Regions from separate parts of the Ovis aries genome. Here region 2 is linked to region 1. Evidence: chromatin contacts called from public Hi-C data. All regions are on one chromosome and are shown on one strand. Each heading gives the region's core, a stretch centred on a gene start, on an enhancer-like site or on the middle of the called end of the contact. The rest is flanking DNA. Distances are from core to core; before and after follow the strand shown. Region 1 overlaps FTO (FTO alpha-ketoglutarate dependent dioxygenase). Region 2 overlaps FTO (FTO alpha-ketoglutarate dependent dioxygenase).

Region 1 (4,173 bases), core at 1,150-3,649:
ATTTTTGTCCTTTTGATTTCTTGTGAAAGGACAAATTAACTATTTGCTTTGAGCAAGCTAATGCCGTGTTTTGTGGATTTAATGTTTGAAAAGGGCCCTTGGCTCGAAAGCCCTGGAGCTGAACTCCTTCCCCCTGTTTGCCAGGCTGGATGAGCTCCATGTCTGTACCGCCGCATCGCAGTTTGCTTAAGAGGGGGTTGTGAAATAGCGATGGAATTTGTCTGTGGTTTCTTGCCAGGGAGGAGGAGGAAGAAAGGATTTGGAGTAAATCAGACATGCAAATTAGCAAGGCCCATGGGCCTTAAGTAAATTGCACAATAGAGTCCAAAGAAATTCAGTTTGTCTTCCTTTCTGCTTTTCGTTTGTGCAGGATGTGTGTGAAAAAGGGCAGCTATTCTATTTTTGATCTAAGCCAAAATTCTCAACTTATTGGCTCCAGGAGCCCTTTTAAACTTACACAGTCGACCCTCAGTATCTGTAGGGGGTTGGTTCCAGGGCCCCCTGCAGATACCAAAATCCAAGTCCTTTATATAAAACAGGGTAGGTTTTATATATAACCTACACACATCCTCCTGTATACTTTAAATCCTCTGTAGATTACTTATAATACCATATACAGGGTAAATGCTATGTAAATACTTGTTAAGTGAGTGAGTGAAAGTCGCTTAGTCGTGTCTGACTCTTTGTGATGCGTGGACTATACAGTCCATGGAATTCTCCAGGCCAGAATACTGGAGTGAGTAGCTGTTTCCTTCTCCAGGGGATTTTTCCAGCTCAGGGATCGAACCTAGGTCTCCCACATTGCAGGAGGATTCTTTACCAGCTGAGCCACCAGGGAAGCCCTTGGTATGTGGTAAATACAAATTTTGCTTTTTGGAACTATCTGGAATTTTTCCCCCCCGAGTTTTTTTGATCTGTGATTGGTTGAATCCACAGATGCAGAACTCATAGATATAGAGGGCTGACTCAACTACTAAAAGTTATTGAGGACTCCCAGAAGCTTCTGTATATATTGATATTATGTTAGGAATTGAGAAATTTAGAAATTTCTCTAAAATTGAGAAATTTAGAAATAGTCACTAATTTTTGAAAAGATGTTTGCCAAATTGCAAAGTCTGACTAACCACGTTTTGTGTGTCAGACATTTTCTCAAGTAAAAATGGTGTTCTGTGAAAAAATTGGCTAGTTTAGTCCACAACTCAAATAATCACACAAGGACTTTTCTTTGAAACAGCCATCTCACTTTGAAGTGCTTTAGGTAAACGTCCCATTTTGACACACAGAATACTAAGAAGGCAACTTACTTACTTTACTTACTTTTGAGATTTAATAAAGTTAATCATTTTTACTGCTTTATCAGGGGCATTCTCAAGTGAAACGAACTTCTTTCTTTTCTTTTTCCTGGACTGCATGATTTAAAGAACACAGTGACTGATGGTGCAGTTTTGTGCTTTTGGCTTGATTTGTGCCAAGGCACCTGAAACATCACCCACCATTCTTTTGAACCATTGGTGCAAATGTCAACACAGTGAAAAAAGCAAATGATAGTATTATAAAAATAGTATTGATCTTACAGATCTTTTGTTGAACCGTTGTGCCAGAGCAATTAGGAAGACTGGAATGGTTAAAAATTCAAAGAATGGAATAAGAGTTTTAGGATTTTTAACTTCAAGGCTGATTTCTTCTTCACTCTGGAGCTTTGCCTGAGTGAGGCAAGGCAGAGGAGAAAATTTCTCTCCTCTTCTGTGCTTGCTCTCGGCTGAGGGTTTCATTCCTTGGGCTTGAGCTTTTTGAGTTTAGGAAGCGCAGGGAGATTCTCTATTTTTGATAATTATTAGTATTTACCTTAGGTCATTTGATGGTGGTTTTTGTTATTAGAAAATAATACATAAGTGCTATTTTTGAGACGAGTTCACCATAGGCCTGCCTGTTTGGGACATTTTTGAAGGATTCTCTAAAAATAATGTATTTTGGACAACATGTGAAAATTATTTCAGTAGTTGGCCTCATTGACAAGCTTCTGATTGTTTTATTGGTTAGCTTGTTTGCTTCTTTCTTTTTTCTTATACTTGGAAGGTAATCTTTCTGTTTCTTGAATTGCTATCAGGCTCTGAGATCTCCCAAGTAGTATCATCCCATCGCTGGGGTGAATATAACCTACGCTTGAGACAGCAATGAACCGATCCTGTAAGAGAAGAATCCCAATTTTCCAGTTTCTTTTTTTTTTTTTTTAACTTCTTGGGTGGTTGGGGCACATTATTGAGACAATTATTACATTTACTCAAGAGTTTGTCTTTTCTATTAAAAAAAATTCCATCTAAGTGCCTCACGGTGAAGAGGAGGAGATTGTGTAACTGGAGTCTCCTCTTAACTGGTCTTTATTGTTGAAGAAGACTGGCCCCTTTGTGTCTCAGCTTGGCACACAGGAACGGTTTTAATTTAACAGTCCAGCTCCTTTAATAGATCAATTCTCCATTGTGTTTTGAACTTGTTGCATTCCCAGGGTACTCTCCGAGCTATGGGCTACTTTGGAGAAATTGGGGTGGGGGTGGTGGTGTCAGGGAGGTTTAATGTGGGGTAAGATTTATGGTTTAAGCCTAAGCCTCCTTCCTTACTGTTAGACTGGGAAGGTAATTAGCATATGTAAATAGCTGCTGTGTGTCAGATACTCTAGTAGCTGTTCTGTTCGTCCTCATCTAATCCTCATGGCATGTCTCTGAAACATCCGGAGCCTGTGCGCTTTCTCTCACCTCTGTTACTTCAAGTCAACATTTATCTCTCTTTTTTTTAAAAAAATTATTTATTTATTTGGTTGTACTGGGTCTTAGTTGCAGCATATGGGATCCAGTTCCCTGACCAGTGATCAAACCTGGGCCCCTTGCATTGGGAGCGTGGAGTCTTAGTCACTGGACCACCAGGGAAGTCCCCATCATTTCTCTCTTGATTGGACTTGCTTACCCCCAAATTGGTCTCCCCACTTAAACTTAAAAAAGTTTATTTTAATTTCTTTGGCTGCGTTGGGTCTTAGTTGTGGCATGCAAGATCTTCTGTTGCGCCTCCCAGGCTCTTTGTTGCTGTGTACGGGCTTCTCTCTAGTCGTCGCGTGCAGGCTCCAAAGCAGGCAGTAGTAGTTGCATTGCACGGGCTTAGTTGCCCTGATTCTAGTAACCAACACCCCGCCTGCCCCCCAGCCCGGGGATTGGACTCACTTCCTCTGCATGGGAGGACAGACTTCTTAAACCCCCTGGACCACCAGGGAAGCCCCTCTTCACTTCAACTTTGCCCAGCCCTCTCCTTATCATAGTCCATTTCCCACACGTCAGTTGGACTCAGACTTTAAAAATGTACATCGAGTTGTGTCCCCTCCCTACTTAAAGCCCCTCCGTGACTGCTTGGCACACAGTGAAATCCTGTGTTCTGGCTGACCACGCCCCACGTGACTGGGCTTCTGCCCACTCCCTAGACTTGTCCACTGTGCTCAGACCTGCTGGGCTTCTTTCTGTTCCAGGCTGGTCTTCCTCAGGGCATTTGTACCAGCTGTTCTTCCTGCCTAGAACGCTCCCTTTAGGTCTTTACTCTGAGCCTGGCCGCTGCTTCTTGTGATTTGTATCTTACCTGAAATGACACCTGCTCCGTGTAGCCTCTCCGGCCAGCCAAGCTGCAACAGTCTTCCTCTGTTTGTGTCACTCCTTTTATTTGTGTTAATTTACCTGGTGCAGGTGATGAGTGAGGTTCTTCTGTCAGATGGTCTGGGTTTCTGTCTTGGTCGGCCCTGCCACTTACCGGCTGTGTGACTTTGGGCCAGTTACTTAACCCTTCGGGCCTTTAGTTTTCTCCTCCAGAAAATGGATGTCATAATTTTATGTTGCTCCATTATGAGAATACAATAAGTCAAGACTTATAATAGTTTCTGACACATTGTATACATTCAAGAACCATTGTTGTTGTTCAGTTGCTAAATTGTGTCTGACTCTTTGTGACCCCGTGGACTGCAGCACTCCAGGCTTCCGTGTCCTTCACTGTATATCCCAGAGCTTGCACAAACTCATGTCCATTGAGTCAGGGATGCCATCCAACCATCTTATCCTCTGTGCCCGCTTCTCCTCTTTTTTTTTTAAATTAATTTATTTTTTAATTGAACGATAATTACTTTACAGAATTTTGTTGTTTTCT
Region 2 (4,173 bases), core at 520-3,019, 110 kb after region 1:
TGGCAACCCGCTCCAGTGTTATTGCCTGAAACATTTCATGGACGTAGGAGCCTGGTGGGCTTCAGTCCAAGGGCTTGCAGAGTCAGGCACAACTTAGTGACTGAGCATGCATGCACACACATGATACTTACTAAGTTCCATACACTATTCTAAATATTACATATAGAATTTAATTTCTATGATAATTTCATAAAGGAGATATTTTTCTCCCATTTTACACAGAGAGTTTTGTGTTGTATTGTGTGTTAGTCACTTAGTTGTGTCCGACTCTTTGCAACCCCACAGACTCCTCTGTCCATGGTGATTCTCCAGGCAAGCATACTGGCCTGGGTAGCCTATCCCTTCTCCAGGGGATCTTCCTGACCCAGGGATCCAACTGGGGTCTCCTGCATTGCAGGCAGATTCTGTACCATCTGAGCCACCAGGGAAACCCAAGGAGTCTGAACCATAAAAGGTTTCCCTAACTTCCTCAAGGTCATACAGCTAAGTCAGGGAACTGGAGTTAGAACTCAGGAAGACCGGCTCTAGGGTCATGCCCTGCACCACCTCACTGTTCTACCTCCAGATCATCAAGTTTGGAATGTAGTGGAAAAGTGATAAAAGCCTGCTAAACTCTTGAGAGAATACTGCTGCACAGACTTTATGAGATGTGCTAGAAACAGTGAACCAGTTTGCAAAAATGAGTAGTTCTTGCTAATCCCTATTTTATAATAATGAAAATACCAAGTCACAACCATGATGGCACCCCAGTTTGAAAGTCTGAGTCATAATCCAGAAGTCCCGGCTATCCAGCCTTTTCCTTAAATCTCTAAATCACACCTTTTCATGGATGTACGTTTAGGGGAGGAATGCTGTAATCCTTTTAGTGTACTAACAGTATCACAAAAATTGATTTCTCCAAAGACATGAGTCAGTTCAAAATGGAGCATTGTGCAACTGGATTGGAGGTGATGAAAATTTCGTGCCGAAATTTCCTGTTATTTCTCTTCCTAAAATTAGGCTGTGCAGAGTATGCTCCGGTTTTTTTCTGGGATGTATATATAAGGGCAGCTTCATTTTGAGAGAATTTCTTTTTCACTGTGTGATTCTGGTTTTATCTATTTATCTACATGAGTTAGAAACTTCCCTGGTGGCTCAGCGGTAAAGAATCCACCTGCAAGTCAGGAGCTGCTGGAGATGTGGGTTTGATCCCTGGGTTGAGAAGATCCCCTGGAGGGGAGCATGGTGACCCACTCCAGTATTCTTGCCTGGAGAATCCCCATGGACAGAGGAGCCTGGCGGGCTACAGTCCATGGGGTCACAGAGTTGGATATGACTGAAGCAACTTAGCACGCATGTATGAGTTAGAACTTCTTTACTTGCTAAACCTTGATCTTAAGGTATAGGTTTAACTTTGGGACTGTAACTTAACAGTTCTTTGAATTAGAGTTGGCAAACTGTAACAATTAAACAATTAGAATTGGTGAAATAAGAAAGAAACTCATAATATTTTAAAAATATATTTTTGAATTGCTTTTGTTCAAGGGCTTCTTTTTTTTCAGAGTGGAATCTTTGGTTTTGTGAGCTTACCAGTGATGTTTATTACGAATTCACTTAAACTATTTGGTTATATATATATATTTAATTTGGTGGTGCCTAGCACATTAGGTAAACTATCTGTTCTTCATAACTCTTGTGCAAAAATACTAAAAAGAAGAACAGTCTTGGGAATAGGCCAGAGCCAGTTTCCTTGCAGTTGGTGTGGTGTTACTGAGTGTTCTGAGTGAAATCAATGGGCTCTGTGTCTCAGCAAGCCTAAGGATGATGGTTATCAGCAGAATGAAGGTTTGGGCCAAGATAAAAGGAATGACACTTCTAAATTAAATTTAAGCATTGCTTCAAGCCTTTTTGTAATGACTTGTAACAGATTCATAATAATGTACTTTTGCTATTGGAAGAGATGAGAATGATCATTGGGAAAGTCTATGATTCTGTGACTGGCAGTGCCGTGCCATCCGATAGTTGTGTGGGGATGGAACTGGCACTGGCTGGTTACGTTCCTAGTTTGTACCAGCCTGCCTCCGATTTTTTCATTTGTGAGCAGTAGGGGGCAATGTTGAGCTACCAGTTTGAGGCCCCCGGATGCTAACTAAGCCTTTCAAGAAAATGCAGACAAATGTACCATTAACTGTCCAGAATTATCCCTGTTGCTTCAAGTTAGCTGTAATCTCCAAGATTCCATAACACAGGAAATCAGTTGTGGGTTAACAAATTCAACAGCAATTTAACTTAAAAAGTGCAGTGTTTGGTGCACATTTGGATTCTATAGAATTAGGCTAATCCAAACAGCCTTTCTGAATGCACTCACCTGGCTTCCGGGGAATACACGACTCAGCAGGATGGTCCTTTTAGACAAATGCTTCTTCTTTATCATTATGCTTTTCTGCATCTGTTGCGTATGTGTTGTGGAAAGATTTCTCTAATTAATGCACTTTGTCTGTTGTGAAACATAGCTTCGATCTCCTTTGGCGAGAAAATAAAACAAAAAAACCTCAGGCAATATGTACATTACTTTTCACCTTTTGCTTGTGATTAAAGCAACCTTTGACAGCCCTCGTACTGGGGAAGAGACTTGTGTTGTAACTCCTCTCTGTCTTTGTGTTTATTGTTTTTTTTTTTTTTTCTCCCTTTGTGGTTGGAAGGTATAGTCTCAGGTAGGATCTAAAAGAAGAACGGAAAATGAGCTTTGAAATCACATTTCTTCCATTAATGGTAATTGCTTCGCATGTCATAACCAGTCACATATTTTAAAAAGTTTAGTCAGTTATATCTAAGACTCCCCTAGCCTCCATCGCCCATCCCCTGTTCCAGCAAGCACCTTTTTTTAAATCACACTGTTTATTTTTGCCATTTTTTCCCCTGAGGACAGTTCTTCTCTGGGCATGTTTTTGTGATGTAAATGTTAAACCTTATATTTGAATAACATTCTGATAAAATATCACATTTCCTCTGAATATTACCTCATGAACTTATGAGCCATTAAGCCCAAAAGCACCAGAACCCTTTCTTATAATCCAGGAACTTAGCCTAGTTGTTCCTCTCAATTCTGCTCTTCAGGAAGGTATGATGACACTCTAACACTATTCAAATATTTGTATTTTATTTTATTTTTTAAACTAGCCCAGCACTCCACATCTGAGATTAGCACGTTATGGGGAGACTCTTCAGGATAAGAGAGAGTTACCATTTGAAAGAAACTGCACAGGCTTTGCTTTCTGGGTAAAAAAAAAAATATGAAAAGCTGAACTCTCCTGTGAGGTGAGGAAGTCTTACTGCAGCCAGAGATTCAGCGGATAGGCCATTTGTCTCATAGGGTCTGGTATCGCGCTCTGCAAAACTGACATTTATTTTACCTATAAAAAATGTTTTAACACTATCAAGTTCACTGAGATATAGAAAAAAATGCTAGATGTGATGTCCTCTAAATTGATGACATTTATTCCTTGCCTTTTGACCTTAAGAAAAAAAAAAAGAGGTCAATTTGGTATATAATCCAATAGAATATTCTAGAAGAGTTTCCAGAGTAAACATTTTCAGAATATAGATGATTTTTGTAGTGGAGAGAAATTTCCTCCTCCTTGCTTTATGGCTTTTTAATTTTTTTTTTTTTTTTTTCTAGAGGAGAAAGGTAGATCCTGATCGTTTTCAGTGTTTTGAATTGCATTTCCTGTCTTGACAGTTCCTCACACTGGGATAGCAGCGCGTTTATATGGCAGTTGGCCTTAATAACCTTTATTGACTTTAGTGGGTTGGAGCCAAGGCTGGATTATTTTAATGTATCCGTTTTGAAACAGTGTAAAACACAACATATAATTATGTTAGGTAAGCTATGGGCTACATTTAATTCTACCCATTTATGTTAACATTTGGCAAGGGAGAGCAGGGAGACGTGGAAAATGAGTAGGTGTTTTATTTCAGACTGTTACCCGTTTTTTGTTGTTAAAGTTTTAAGAGAGAAAGGTACTTAAGAATGTGAAAGTTGTCCTTTACAAGTCAGTTGTAATAGTTTAATTTCAAGATGAGTCATGCGTTTTAGCTTGTCATTCTGGCCCGTGTAAATCATCTGAGAAGGCTCGGAGCGCGGAGCCTGTTCGCTGCTGTCTAGCTAAGCCCTCCTTAGTATAGGTTACACAG

The links. Hi-C and Micro-C count contacts between places; a contact is called where the count stands out from the background.
Region 2: a Hi-C map of hypothalamus shows a contact between it and region 1, with 2.9 times the contacts expected there. The contact joins two enhancer-like sites. A contact is called at or near these places in 3 of 16 Hi-C or Micro-C datasets (hypothalamus, liver and skin fibroblasts).

What each region holds. Positions count from the first base shown.
Region 1 is chr14:21,613,847-21,618,019 of ARS-UI_Ramb_v3.0, forward strand. All of the region lies in intron 1 of FTO (FTO alpha-ketoglutarate dependent dioxygenase), which reads left to right. Among named protein-coding and RNA genes, the nearest start is that of TRNAG-UCC, 18 kb to the right of the region's middle. Within about 2 kb of position 2,400, at least 12 of the 54 cell types and tissues checked have an H3K27ac peak or open chromatin away from gene starts, as enhancers often do. A contact at or near this core is called in hypothalamus, where this site is marked.
Region 2 is chr14:21,726,847-21,731,019 of ARS-UI_Ramb_v3.0, forward strand. The region is part of intron 7 of FTO (FTO alpha-ketoglutarate dependent dioxygenase); the gene reads left to right. Among named protein-coding and RNA genes, the nearest start is that of TRNAG-UCC, 95 kb to the left of the region's middle. Within about 2 kb of position 1,770, at least 8 of the 54 cell types and tissues checked have an H3K27ac peak or open chromatin away from gene starts, as enhancers often do. A contact at or near this core is called in hypothalamus, where this site is marked.